Linked DNA regions of Mus musculus: region 1 is linked to region 2. The links are chromatin contacts, called in public capture Hi-C maps. All regions are on one chromosome and are shown on one strand. The core of a region is the stretch at or near the end of the contact, and the rest is flanking DNA. Distances in the headings are between cores, read along the strand shown.

What was found. Capture Hi-C pulls out chosen DNA fragments and counts their contacts.
Region 1: a contact with region 2 is called in a capture Hi-C map of macrophages, with 4 times the contacts expected there. The contact joins the promoter of Srd5a2 here to the promoter of Capn13 in region 2. A contact is called at or near these places in 2 of 39 promoter capture datasets (embryonic stem cells and stem cell-derived epiblast-like cells) and 3 of 9 other capture datasets (adipose tissue, liver and macrophages).

The regions. Positions count from the first base shown.
Region 1 is chr17:74,046,245-74,053,620 of GRCm38.p6, reverse strand. It overlaps Srd5a2 (steroid 5 alpha-reductase 2), which reads left to right and starts at 5,761. Exons shown (of 5, transcript NM_053188.3): 1 at 5,761-6,074. The coding sequence starts at 5,794.
Region 2 is chr17:73,394,542-73,401,742 of GRCm38.p6, reverse strand. Capn13 (calpain 13) reads left to right here and starts at 2,447. Exons shown (of 23, transcript NM_001033444.2): 1 at 2,447-2,570.

The DNA of each region.
Region 1 (7,376 bases), core at 4,512-7,011, 650 kb before region 2:
AGCTGTATGGGAGAAATAATGTATGAGAGAAATGGAGGCCAAGACACATTTCTGTTCAAGGCCCCCAAAGTTTACTAAGAGTCTGTGCTTATAAAGTGGGGAGACCCATCCCCCGCCAATCCATTCTTGGTGCCTGTTGCCAGCCTGCTGGATGTTGTCTCCAGAATATCTCCAGGGCCTCTCAGCAGGTAGCAGTGTCTTGGAGAAGAGCAGTGGCAGGTGACAGAACAATAGAGCCATCTAAGTCGGAAGGTTCCACCCTGAATCTGCCTGCTTCAAGGCTGGGGGAGACTACAACTGGGCCATTTCCCCAGCTTCTCCTTGGGCATTTTCGAAAGTGTTTTGTTCTCTTTTATCCTGCAATTTTTTCTTTTTCTGAGAAGTTAGCTATGAACTAGACTGTGGCTCTCCAGAGAAGATATGTTGCTGTTATAGCTTTTAAGATTTGCTGGCTGCTTCCAGCCTCCTATAAATTATATGTACTATGCCTCAGTGTGGAATGACTTGGGTTTTTGTTGTTGTGTGTTTGTTTATTCTCTGCTTGTTATTTTCATTATGATGCTTGAATTTATAAAAATGAGCTCTTTGTCAACCTGGGGGGTATTTCAGTTATTATTGGTTTGCTTACTTTTAATGTTTTACCTCTGTTAATACCAATTTTATATACATTTGATTATTTGATTTCACCTCCATGTTCTCTCCTTTTTTAAAAAAATGAATATTTTATTTATTTAAATTTCAAATGTTATCCCCTTTCTCAGTTTCCGCTCTGCAACTCCCCTATCCCATCCCCACTTACCCTGCTTCTATGAGGGTGCTCCACTACCCACCCATCAACTTCCACCTCACTGCCCTAGCATTCCTCTACACTGGGGCATCAAGCCTTCACAGGACCAAGGGCCATTCCTCCTACTGATGCCAGATAAGGCCCCTTTAGCTCCTTCAGTCATTCTCCTAACTCCTCCATTTTAGTCCCTGTGCTGAGTCTGATGGTTGGCTGTGAGCATCCGCATCTGTATTGGTCAGGATCAGGCAGAGCCTCTTAGGAGACAGCTGTTTCAGGCTCCTGTCAGTAAGCACTTCTTGGCATCAGCAATAGTGTCTGAATTTGGTGTCTGCAGTTTGGGCAGTCTCTGGATGGCCTTCCCTTCAGTCTCTGCTCCACTCTTTGTCCCTGTATTTCCTTTAGACAGAAGCAATTCTGGGTTAAAATTTTGGAGATGAGTGGATGGCCCCATCCCCCCAAATGGGGAGGCCATGCTTGACCTCTGGATATGGCCTTGACAGGTTCTCCCTCCCCTTTATGGGGTATTTCAGCTAATGTCATCCCCATGGGGTCCTGGGAGGCTCTTGCTTTCTTGGCATCTGGGACTTTCTGGTTACTACCCCCAGTTCCCCATCCCCCATTGCTACACACCTCTGTTCAATTTTCTGACCTTCTGTACATCTCCTCCATCTCCTACCATACCTGATTCTTCTCTTTTCCCCTCCCCCTCTTCTCTTCCTCCCAAGTTCCTCCCACCCTCTACTTTCCTTGATTATTTTGTTCCCCCTTCTAAGCATGACTGAAACAGTCACTCTTTGGTCTTCCTTCCTTTTGAGCTTCATGTGGTCCATGAGTTGTACGGTGGGTATTCCACACTCTTTGCCTAATATCCACTTATCAGTGAGCATATACCATGGTCCCCTCCTTCTTAAAATATTTTTTTAACCTGCTGATACCAGCTAGTGCTGCCTGCTGGAACATTGGTCTTGTTGGCTTGATCCTATGCAGGAAGCCATGTCTACAGTGTGTTCTTAAATTTGTGCAATGACCATGTCATGTTCAGACCACATCATGTTGCAGACACTAGTCACTTCCATCTTCCATCTTTCACATTCTCTCCTTCCCATCTTATAGGATGTTTTATTAATCTTTTGAGGATTGATACAGATGTTCCTTTTAGGACTGAGCCAAGGCTAGCCTGGAACTCATCATGTATAGCAGGTTGGCTTTGAACTTATAGACATCTAGCTGCCTCTGCCTCCACAGTATTGTGATTTTTAGTTTTTATTGAACACTGTGTTCCATTTTTGGTCTTTTTGTTTTTGAATGGTGAAAATGTGACTTTCAGTTGTTTTTAAAACAGAAATACATTTGTGTTCTGATATTGCCATGAGCCTTATAGGGCTAGGTAAGGAAAATTATGATTTAGTGATGTTTGTGTCAAGTTGAAAAGGGGTAAACTTGCGATTAATTTTCATTGTTAAGGTGACTGGATTTGGAATCATCTGGGTGACACACCCCTGGGCAAACCTATGACCACCCTGCATAGAGCCAGCACCAGGGTATATGTGGCTTGGATCCAGGACTGGAAGATAGGAGACTGAAATTTAAGTATCAGTATTCATTTGTGTTTCCTAAGTGCCTTGCAGTTTAACCAGCCATCTCAGGGTCTTGCCACAATGTTTTCCCTGCCACCCCCACCCCAGGCTGTATCTCAGATTGTGAGATTAAATAAACTTTGTCTTTCTTATGTTAGTTACTTTTTTTGTCAGTTGGAAAGAATATACTCTCTTAAATGAATACTACACTTTGAGAACTAACAAGTCACAACTATTTGCAACAATGTGTAACACACACACACATAAAACTAATCATGTCCTGCTGACAAGGCAGGAATTTCACAACATATTTTCTCCAAAATTTTAAATGACTCTGATATACCTTTATTAAGCAAGCCTAACCATCTTGTATTGGGTTTTCAAGTTCTGGCTACTATATGTTATTTTAATTATCCCAGGGTCAAGAGATAGACAACCAGTGTTAGCCTCTTTACCACTAAGCCACTGGACATAAAGTAGTCTTTCCTTATTCTGCCTCATCTGTTTAGTCTTGATGCTTCCTGGTGGGCCCTGCTGTTTCTTAGATAGGCTTGTGTGGCTTGCTGTGTCTCTGGTTTCTAAGGATGTAAGAATATCAATGTTTCCCCTCATGGCTATTATTTCTCTGTCTGTGTGTCTGACAGTCAGTCACAGAGTAAAACAAATTCCAAGTACCATTAAAACACACACAAAAGCAAATACTGTCTGATCCCATTTAAATGAAGTTCAGAAGCAGGAAAAGCTAATTTATGGTACTCGAAGTTAGGGCAGTGGTTATTCTGTAAGGAGGTGGGAGGGGAGTCCCCAGAATGCTTTGAGTTTGTCTCTTGACCTAGGTACAGGTTATGAGAACATATTCCCTTTATGAGAACCAATCAAGCTTGACATTTGCAATTTGATCCTCTCTCTTTTGTGTATTTAATTCATTCAGTTGCCTTTTTGAATTCAATTCTCTCTTTATATCTCTTTGCCCTTTGCTGTGTAACTTTGCAATAAGTCGTCTCCTACAGTGGGAATGAATCAGCCATGTGATTTTATTTGGCCAGTTGAATGATTAGGAAGCAAGAGTAGGCTGGGTCTTGTGCTATTTCTTGTATTTTTGTAAAAGTTATTGTTTCTATTGACATTACATAGAATGGAGGGTCTAGTCCAATTATTCCAGGATGAGAGCCTGGGCTAAGGATCTTTCCTGTTTAAAGCTATGCTGAGGTAGTTCACAGAGCAAGGCATCAACAAAGCAAAGCCAAAGATCAGCTAGGTTTGGCTGGGATCAGATAGTGTTGGCCAAGCCCCAGATACACAGGCTGGAGATGTTTTCATTGTAAGGTTGACTTTAAGTATGGGTTGTTAATTGGCAAACAGTTGCTATAGGAGTGGAAATACAAAGGAGAGTGAACATTCCAATTTGACAAAGCTATACAAAAGGAGAGGAAGGAATTGAGATGGGCACATTTCATTTTTTCACAGTTATTTCATTGAGTTGGTTAGGAAAGCTACACCAAGGTTCTGGTTATGACACCATGACTTCCATAGCTCTCTGAGCCAGCAAGGCAGCCTCCTAAGGTGACTATGGTTACTGAAGGTGGAGAAGAGGTAGCAATCAAAACCCAGAGGGAGAATTTGGGTAAAGTGTAGGAGAAGATAAACTGGTTAAATTGGAAGCCTTTGGAAGGCATCTGAGTGGTGAGTGCAGTTCTGACACTTGGGGTTTCTGCTGACAATCTAGATATGAGCATCTTTAAGGAACAGGTAGGAACTCAGAAGTTAGGGTCAAACCTATAGAAAACCTGTTTAAACTGCAGGGAGCTGCTGAGCTATCAACACCTGGCTATTTCCTGGAAAGTGCTCCAGTCGGTCTGAGTGTTTCCTGCGTGATGATCGGTTTCAAGCAAACATGATTGTTATTTTAGTTTTAATGCAGCAGGGCGATGGTTATTACTTCTTGGTCAGCAAGAAGAGGATGCCCTGGATCAATAATGAATCCCCATTTGTCAGAGGAAACTTCCCTAATCTGGAACAGACGGATATATGCATTGTTTCAACCAGTTCCAGGACTGGTTGGAGTGGATGGGGAAGTAAGAATGATCCTACAATAGGTGAGCTGGAATTAAGGAGTGAGAAATAAGGGGACGGTGGGGGGGATGGGTGGGGGAGGCAGGGCAGAGAAAGCGTGGTGAGCTGTGCCCCCAACAGGGACGGGGGTGGGTGGTGGAAACAGGTCCTAAGTAATCAAAGATGAGACAAGAAGATGGAAGACTGAAGGGACCAGCAGTATGGGAAAGGGTTGTGGGGTGAGAAGATGTTAGGTCAAAATAGAGAGCAGAGGAAGGAGGGGAGAGGGGAAGAAGGAGCAGCTAAGGAGGGCTGTCTCGGAAGCAAAATAGAGATAGGGGAATGGAAGTGGGCTGGGGTGTGTGGAGGTTGGGGAAAGAGTGGGAAAAACGTAAGCGGGAAAAGAATCCGGTCCGGTCCGGTGTGCGGAATGCTGTGTGCTGGGTGCTTAGAGAGCATCGTCACCATTCTATGGAATCCAGCTCAAGCGCTTCAGAACTGGGAAAACGCTCTAGAGAACGCCGAAACTTTAGGCAGAGTTTGTGCCAGCTTTGGAGGAGCCTGGGGGTGGGGCGGGGTGTTGTATGAGTTTTCAGAATCTTTGCCACAGGGCTAACCAGAACATGTGAGGGACAAACTTTTCTCCAAGGCTGGCGACCCTGAGACCCAGGAGGAATTTGGGCGTTTACCCTAAAAGCTGGCTGGCACCTGCCTGAGAGGTGGAGGGAAGGTCGTAGTGTGGCCGTAGCTGTAGCTAGCAGGCATGCAGAGTAACAGAGGAGAGGAGGTCCCAGTACATAGAGAGAATGGTGGGGTTTCAAAGTACCAGAATGCCAAGCCCAGGACGGGAGGAAGGATCTGGCTTTGGATAGAAACTGAGGGGAGTGGAGAAGCATGGACAACTGCTGCAGGTGGAAAGTCCTGCCAGGGAGATCCATGGTGGGCACTGCCTGGCGACAGAGCTGAGGGTGTGCGTAAGGGATGGAGAAGCCCCAGTGCTTTGGTGAACGAGGATCAAGGCATCTTAGGGCCACGTATGGAGGACAAGAACTAAAATCAAAGCAGACAGAGGGCACAGGTGGAGAGGGAAGCCCCCACCCCCCAAAACACTGTCTGTCTCTACAAAAGTTTCAGTTCTGTGTCCCAGCTGAAGTCAAAAGAACCAGACGGGAGAAATGGGCATTGTGGCTAAGCAGAGCCAGGGCGGGCTGCGCCAAGGTGGGAGGCACGCGGAAGGGGGGGTGGGGTGGGGGAGGGCTATAATGGGGAGGGAACCCTGGTCCGAGGGGCGGACACGGGGTGGCGTCTGGCGCTCCATAAAGGGGCCCGCGCTCTCCACCAGGCGGGCAGCAGCTACCAGCTGTGAACACAGGCGAGATGCCGATTGTGTGCCATCAGGTCCCGGTGCTGGCAGGTAGCGCCACATTGGCCACCATGGGGACCCTGATCCTGTGCTTTGGGAAACCCGCCAGTTACGGGAAACACAGCGAGAGTGTGTCGTCGGGAGTTCCCCTCCTGCCCGCACGCATAGCCTGGTTCCTGCAGGAGCTGCCTTCCTTTGTGGTGTCGGTAGGGATGCTCGCTTGGCAGCCGCGCTCCCTCTTTGGACCTCCGGGGAATGTGCTGCTGGGTCTCTTCTCCGCACATTACTTCCACAGGTTAGCGTTTTTCTCCACAGAGCATACCTCCCTGCTCGGCTCCAGCGCGTGGACTAACGTCGAGGGGCAGCGCGAAGAGTGGGGAGGAGCGCAGAGTAAGGCAGGTTTGGAGCTCCAGGCAGGGACTTCAGGCTGGAATCCCCAGGGTTGGGAAGCACCAGTGGCACAGGAGATGCCTTCGATGTCTCCTGGGCGCCCCTCGGATGCTCCAGTAGCTGCGAGGATGGGTGGATGAAGCTGGAGAACTCAGTTTGGGCAGATGCCATCGGCCAGGGTCCTTCAATCTCCAACTGTGCGCCTTGCTCTGTCTCATAGACCTCACCTTTCTCTGATAATGCCAGGTCCAGTTGGTTCAGGGACTCGGGGAGGTGATAAACTCTGGAACTCTCAGAAGTTCTTCTGATCAGTTTGGTCTTTGTGTGACTGAGGAAGGAAGCGGGCAGAGTCCACCTCCCATCTATAGAGGAGAAGAGAATAGAGAGGATTGTGTTTAGACACGACTCCTAAGAAGCCGAGCTCACTGACGACTGATTTACCTTCCCAAGACCTTCAGGACTTAGAAGTGAGCCAGGCAAAGCTGACCGAGAGCTCAGGCGTTCTAGATGAAAAAAAAATCTGAGTTCAGAAATTTGCCTTTTTGTGGTGGGAGGAAAAGACAGGAAAGCGATCAAAGAGGTACCGAGAATCCAAGGACTGTGCAATCTCCAGAAGAGACCCCAGGGCAAGTAGGCGGACCACTGAAGCACCTCTGTGACCTGTTAGCATCTGTCCTTTTGTTTGGGTTCACTGTAAAAGTGGGAGATGTCTTTGATATGCCCACTGGACAGTCAAAGAAACCAAGGCTCAGGAAGGTTATGTAATTGAAGGCGACACCCCTGATATCTGTCAGGATGACCAGCTAATTCCCAAGGAATACTTTCCGTTCCAGGCCCCCAGTCCTTGATAGATTCTTCACACAGGTAACTAACAGGGGAGGGAGCTTAAGCAGCTAAGGGCTGCCAGAGGCTGACTGTGCCTTGTGGAGCAGAGAATTCCTCCCTCGGGTCGGGTCGGAAGATCAGATCAATTTAGGTAAGAAATTAGATTTAAAAGGAAAAGAAAAAAGCCTACGGGGACCCAAGGCAGAATTTTCTCTCCATTAACACATCATTTCTAGGAAAGGAGGAGCCAAAAGTACAAATTTCAATCTGCCTCTTTTAGCCCCCATCCAGAGGATCTTTATTGGTCAATATTTAGTAATCATGCAGTGTTAATATGGAATTCTCATTCGTTAAGAAAGTTAAGTATTGACAAGTAGTAATA
Region 2 (7,201 bases), core at 1,198-3,697:
TTGGCCATGCTCCAGTGAGTTTACAGATAACATAAAGTAGAGTTGGTTTTTTGTTGTTGTTGTTGTTGCTGATTTTTTCTTCTTTTGGAGGTGGGGAGATAACAAGCACTGGGGGGTGGAGGGGAGGCAGGGGGTTAACATGGAAGAACTGGGAAGGATTTATAATCAGGGTATGTGATGTGTACTCCCGGAGAGTCAATAAAAGTGTTATGTGGAAAAGGGGGCAGAGGGTCAAAGTACTGGGGTCTACAGTTATGTGTCCTGAGCACAGCACAGAGCGGGGTATAGGAAGCAGTGGTTTGTGAAGGGATAATAAAGGGACACAGTGAGAAAGTCCAACACAGAGCTGAAGGACTAAGATAAGAAGCTAGGAGAAGGAGCTAGGAAAGGCTGTTCATCTTGCACTCAAGCTTAGGCATGTGGAGAGCTGGCTGTAGACTGGGTCATTTACATGGTTAAGGAGGCTTTCAGGAAAGCAGTCTTTCCTTGGGAGGTAGGCTGACTCAAGAACTCTAGCCTGGGCTAAGTACAGGATGTAGCTCCTAAGCCCAGCCTGTCTCTGTTTTTATTCTGCCCTATGTTTCTTCTACAGGTTATTGAGCAAAAAAAAAAATGTCACAAGCACAGATGTGGAAGCAGCCATGACAGGGACAGCCAAGCCACTGCAGGAAGGATGGTGACACAACAGGCCATGGAAAACATAACTTCTTCATTCAGATTCTAGGGAAAGAGCCCCCAGAAGTCCAGGCGTGGCCACCACAGGATCTGTGTGGCTGTTACACAAAGATTATGACAGTGGTAGAAGGGGCTTCTAGAACCTTCGTACACAGCTGCCACCATACAGAGGAAAGGGATGGCTATGGGACCTCCCACTTGGGGACCAATGGGCTGCATGTCACAGCAGGTATCTGGTAAGGAGCTTGCCACATTCTTTTTGAGCAGGAAGTCTAGTTAAGATTTAATGGGAAGTGTCATCTGTTTTATAGCTTCAGAACAGAATTCTCTAGAAGCAAGGATCACTGAAAGCTGGCTGCTAGGGTTCATACAGGAAAAGGGAGGGAGACTACAAAGAGTCAAGAAGCCAGATTAGCAAACAGCCCCTTCATCTCAGCCATTCTAAATTCTCACAGCTGGACTATCAGCAAAAGGGACTTATCTTCTGACATCAAACACTCCATCAGGGGACATTTCCCTTTGAACTCAGTCACTCAGTGAATACTATAAGGACAAGGACTCTTGCTTTTAGGAGTAAAAATATTTCATGAAATGAGAGAAGAAGATCAGTAAGCCAGAAAAAAATAAACCAATTATTTTCCTAGAGGCACTATCTTAATATATGGTGGGGCTTTCTAAAACATTTTCTCTCTGCTCTTTTTTTTTTTTTCTGATATTGATGGCTTTCAACTGTTTTTAACTGCGTATTCAATCAGTAAAATTATTTGGAGCATGTACCACAAGCGTGCCTTTTTGTGCACTCTTATTCATAGTTATAGAAAGTGTGCTGTTTGTTGTGTTTTTTAGTGAAAATTCTAATAGAGCGTGCCCCGATAAACAAACAATATTCATTTCATTGATTGGTAAATTAAGGCTTAAGGGAAGGGGCTTCCCTAGATCTGCTAGTCAGAAGTTGTAGGGATGGTTTCAAGCCCACTGTAAGTCAAGCCATGACCAACCTTCTAGCTTACCCACTCTCTAATCTGTCTCCCATGGGCAGTCTAAGCCACATCTCTCAAGTGGTCACATTCTTCCTTCCATGTTCCAAATCCCCTTCTTCCCATCCCTATCAGTTTGCGAACAGACGTTCGTGTTCATTTCTGGTGAGTTCCACGTTTGTCCTTCCTTGCCCATTTTTCCCCATTACCTCCTATAACCCAGGCTGAACTGCAGTATCAGGGTTTTGCAACCAGGAGGCATGAGCTTCCCAGGCCCCATCCATTTTCCCACACTCCATTAAGCAGAGTTGATGCAGAGTCCATTTGCGGGTCTCACCATGCCCAGGGGTTAATGTATTCTGAAATTTATTTGTAAAAAGAAAATGTGTTCTTCAGCGGAAGGAGCATGAGATGTGACTTGCTCAGAGTGACCACTCCTGCCAGGGAAGACAGGGTGCTTGAGCTTCCAGAATGAGGACATAGGAGAGCTGTTTCCCTGGTTTTGTAAAATTACAGGAACAAAGTAAAGATGGAGCCATGTGAATACTCGAAAACAGTGAAAATCCAAGTCAGGCAGGCAAGAAATCAGTAGGTGTGTCAGAAGTGAGGTAGGATCAGGTAGGGATGGAGTCAAAGAGACTGGTAATCTGGGAGATCTCCCTGTTGAAAGCTAATACAACCCCCCCCACCCCCGTTTCTGTCTCCCCAGAGCCAAGGCTGAAAATACTGTTTAACTAAGGTGGGGCTGCAGTGCCAGCTGCACCTATATAAGGAAGTAACTGAGAGGAAGAAGCAGGCAGAACCTAGTACTGCCAGTTCCCTTGTATTCCCTCCAAAGGAACAGAGGTCTCCTCCACCGTCCCCTCTACCTCTCTCCAGGCCTCAAGACTGCTTGGCCAGTACAACTGCCTCATACTGGTGAGTTTCCTTCAGGAACACTGCTCAGGGTGCTACTCTATTGGATGCACCTGCAGAGGACACAGGTGAAGTGCAGGCAGCCATCTCTCAGGCTCTGGACCGAGGGAATCCTCCCACCATTCATGAACCTATGTGCTTCCCAGAAACCTTCCTGATGCTGGTTCTGGGTGCTGTGCCAGGGCTATGATGCAGGATTCAGGGGCTCTAAAAACCAGGCCTTTTCTATGCACCAAGTTCAAAGAGATTGATGCTTGGAATACTCAGGGGGAGGGGGAATTATGGTCCAAATACATGGTATTGAAAATCTATTTTCAACTTTTAGAAACTATTAGAGACAAACAGAAGATGAGTTTCATAGAGAAGCTTATCCCAATTTTGCCATGGGTCTTGGTCACTTAGTCACCTTTGCCTTTCATTCATACAGAGTCACAACCTTGAAGTTATGGTTGACCTTAAGAACATTCAGATGACAGAAATCATGACTTTCCTTCTCCTTCTCCTTCTCCTTCTCCTTCTCCTTCTCCTTCTCCTTCTCCACCTCCTTCTCCTTCTCCTTCCCCTTCTTCACCTCCTCTCCTTCTCCTCCTCCTTCTTTAATCTTTCTTTTGTGCCTACACAGGTATAAATATATGTGCTTGTGTGTGCACAAAGTTAAAAGGTCAATTTGATGTCTACCTTATTTATTTACTTATTTATTGTGTGTGTGTATGTGTGTGTGTGCATGTATACAGAAACAAGGGACCAACTTTAGATGCTTCATCAGGAGCTTCCTGCTTTGTTTTATGAATCAGCATCACTGGAACCCAACACTCAATGCTTCTGCTAGAACAATGGACAGTGAGTCCCAGGGACCTGCCTGTCTCTGCCTCTTTATAATCTCTGTTAAGATAAGTATATGTCACCAGGCCCAGCTTTCTACATAGATGCCAAGACTCAAAGTTGGATCCTCATGCTTTTGTGGCAAGCACTGTACTAACTGCCTAGCCCAGTAATCATGAGTTCTGTTTCCACTGATGATAGCTCCAGCAGTGTAGTTATTCAGTTTGTATTCACTAAAGGAAAGCACAGATCCCAGACACTGTTTTCTAATAATCTGGTGTACTAGCCCTAAGGTTGAAGTTGGGAAAGGTCTGAGCTCAACACAAAAGGCAGGTCACTACCACTGTGGAGGTTCTGGGAGCCTCCATCACCTCCTGCAGTCATAGTCACATAAGTGCCTCTGAGGCTGCTGAAGTTATCCTGTCTTAGAGATGTGATGCTGTTGTCAGGGAGACACTTCCAGCTGCTTAGGTCAACCTCAAACTTCCCAAATTAGAACAAAGGCAGATTTCGCTTTATGCTTAGAATGGAGTCACAAAGGACAGGTAGACCTCTGTTTATCCCCTAGAGGCATTGACTGGATCTTTAGTCAGCATACTCTCTTGAATTTCCCTACTGTGTACTGAGGCTCCACCCCATTACTTCCTAGGGAGAGGGGAGGCACCAGGAATATACAAAGTCTTATTTATGACTATATGAATGATGGGGTATAGTAAATGTGCTACTTGTGTAATGGGCAAGTGTTTAAAGTAGTGTAAGCTCATTATTCCTAATTTGTAGATGGAGAAGGTTGCTGTTAAGCTCCTACTAAATGTAATGACAGATCTAGAGTTCTGTCACATCTTGTTTTGTGCTCTGGTTCCTTGGTTGTGTTGAGTGACCCTCTTAAACAAACACCACAGTAGAGAAGGCTCCACAGGGAAGCGCACAGTGGAATGGCTTCCTCATTGGCACCAAGGGCAAATTTTGTGCCCTTCGCTGTCTTATCTGTTGGAAGTGTTCCCGTTTTCTCTTCACTTCAGATGTGATAGCCTTCCTACCACGTCCCTCTCAAGACTGAAAGTTTAGGTGAGGTTGTAAGCAAAGGATTTAGCAGTACACAGGTTGTGATTATTGCTCAGGAAAGCTGAGTCCTGTAGTGAGTGTACTTTATCTTAACCTCCCTATGAAGTGGCTACTGAAAATGATTAAGTGTTACAGTACTAACAGGTTAGGAGCTACCATCCCAGGGCAGCAAGAGTGAAGGCAATGGGAAGTAACAAGAGAATGACGGGAAAAAAGAAAGCCACCCATCCTGCTTCTCTTTACAGAAAGACATGGCCAGACACTTATCATTGAACTAGTTGTAGATCCTGTCTTTCCTTGCATAGAGACGAGGAAACGTGAAGCACACTTTGGCTCCCCTACTTTCCTTGGTCAGATGAACTCACTTTTCTGCATGCCTAGCTGTGTTATCTCATTCCTTGCCCTACACTGAGAAACCTATATCTAATCTTTGAGGGTTGGCACCTCATCCGAGTCCTGAAGCAATTAGCAGAGGCACTTCCTTGTCTTTGGTAGAAAAAGGAAACCAAAAAGACTGAGTATCTTAGTTTTTGTTGTGTTGTTGTGAAAGAATACTCTAACAAAAGCAATTTAAAGTGGGAAAGGAATTACTTTAGATCATGGTTCAATTCAATGTTATTGTCCCTCATTTTGGAAGAAGTCACAGCAACAGGAACTTGAAGTTACAATTCACATTATGTCTACAGTTGGAGGATGACAATAAATAACTGTGTGTTAGTACTCAGCTAACTTTTTCTACTCTTGTACAGTCCAGAATCCTCTGCCTAGGGAATAGTTACACCCACAGTGGGTGTGTCTTCTTACTTGAATTAAGATAGTCAAGATAACCCTCCATAAACATACCCAGAGGCCCATCTCCCAGGTGGCTATAACCTTTGTCAGCAATACAGTTGACAACAACCGTTCATACTCAGCACAGAGGTGCATGACTGAAATGAGCCATCTTCCAGAGTCTGAGGCCCCCTTGAGCTATATAAGATCTGTCTCCAAACAAAACAAAACAGACAAACAAGAAAGTGACAGAGACAGAGAGAGAGGCAGGGAGGGAGGGAGGGAGGGAGAGAGAGAGAGAGAGAGAGAGAGAGAGAGAGAGAGAGAGAGAGAGATTAAGATTCTCAATTCTCAAAAGACAAGATAACATGTAAGTTCAAAAAGAACTAAGTGATCATTTTGATATTTTATTAATTAGCAAATAAGGATTCTGTTGGCATGATGTTAGCAGGTTATTTCCCAGGGATCACCTCTTTCACCCCTGAGAGAACCATGAGGGTTTCAGATAGACGGGCCTAGACCATGCCCTGAGTGTTTGGAACAAGTCAGCTGGTGTGCATACCAAAGCTCTAAAATTTCACACAGTAGAGCATGCAGCAAGACAGCCAAAAGAAATCCTCGGGCTATAAGAAGCCCAGAGTACAGTTTGGCTTCTCTGCCATGCTCAAGACTCTGCCCACCCTACCCCAACCCATATTCACACCCCCTTTTGAGACATAATCTTCTTTTGAGACTTAATCTCGTGTAGCTCAGGCTGACCTCAGACTCTTGGTTAGGTACGTAAAGATGGCTTTGAATTTCTGATCCTCCTTCAAGTCCTGAAATTACAAAAAGAGATTACAGAAAGCACTGCCATGCTAAGTTTACCTAAGGTTTTGTGCATGGTAGGCAAATGTTTTACCAACTGAGCTGCATGCTCACCTTCATCTCTGCCTCTTGAATAGTGTTGTCTAAAACACAGTACATAGAGAGAGAACCAGCAATCAAGTATCAGTAATAAAGGAGACACAGAGAGAGTGAGAGAGAGAGAGAGAGAGAGAGAGAGAGAGAGAGAGAGAGAGACTAAGACACTCAAAGCAGCATTACAGCATTTGACTTCTAAGAACTGGGAGCTCTTCAGGATAATGGGTTGATGACAACATTTGGACTTGCTGCCTACTACTCTTCCCTTACTTGGAGGGTCATGACTCATGTCTGTATAAAAAACGCTATGAAAAGGCCAGAAGAAAGACAATTGAACCCACCACCACTTCCACTATTGAATGCCCATAGAAAACACTGCTTTCAACCATGGCACTTGGGGGTGAACCTGGATCTTCTGCCTTGATCCCTGAATTCTCAAGGGAATTTACTATGTTCTATTTTTTTCTTTTGCATAGTTGGGTTTTTTTGCATAAAAATTGCTCAACACAATGAGAAACTGAGAAGCATGTAGAAAGTTCATCAACTTGCAGAGCTCAGTCTCCCAGTAAACAGCAGGGAAAGTTCAGTGGGTCCTGGTTCCTCATTTTCATGATGAAGACAGCTAAATGTAGGATGCATAGTGGGCCTTTTAACCTTCTGTAGCTGTGATACATTCAAAATACATCTGTGAGCTAATTCGTTCAGTTCCCGCATTGACCCAGAAACAGTCTAACTGTCTTCGTTTGTTTAAATCTATATTTATTGCTTATATCCAGCAATGGATCCAATTTTTTAAAGATCCAGTATAGAGTACAAAGTAAGTTTGTCCCACTGCCTCCCCATCTGGTGGAGTCATACGTGGGAAGAATACTGTGTAATATCACAAATATCCTCCAACTAGCTGCAGGGTGGCATTAAGGCCAGCTCTGAAATCCCCAACATCCTTGAAACACTTAAGGTGCCATGTCTTGGAGGAGTAGTTCAGAGCTTTCTGAATCAACTGATCCCAAATGTTCTGGTAGACTTCTGTGCATATGGACCACCTTGGGGCCCTGTTCTAGTACCATTGTTTC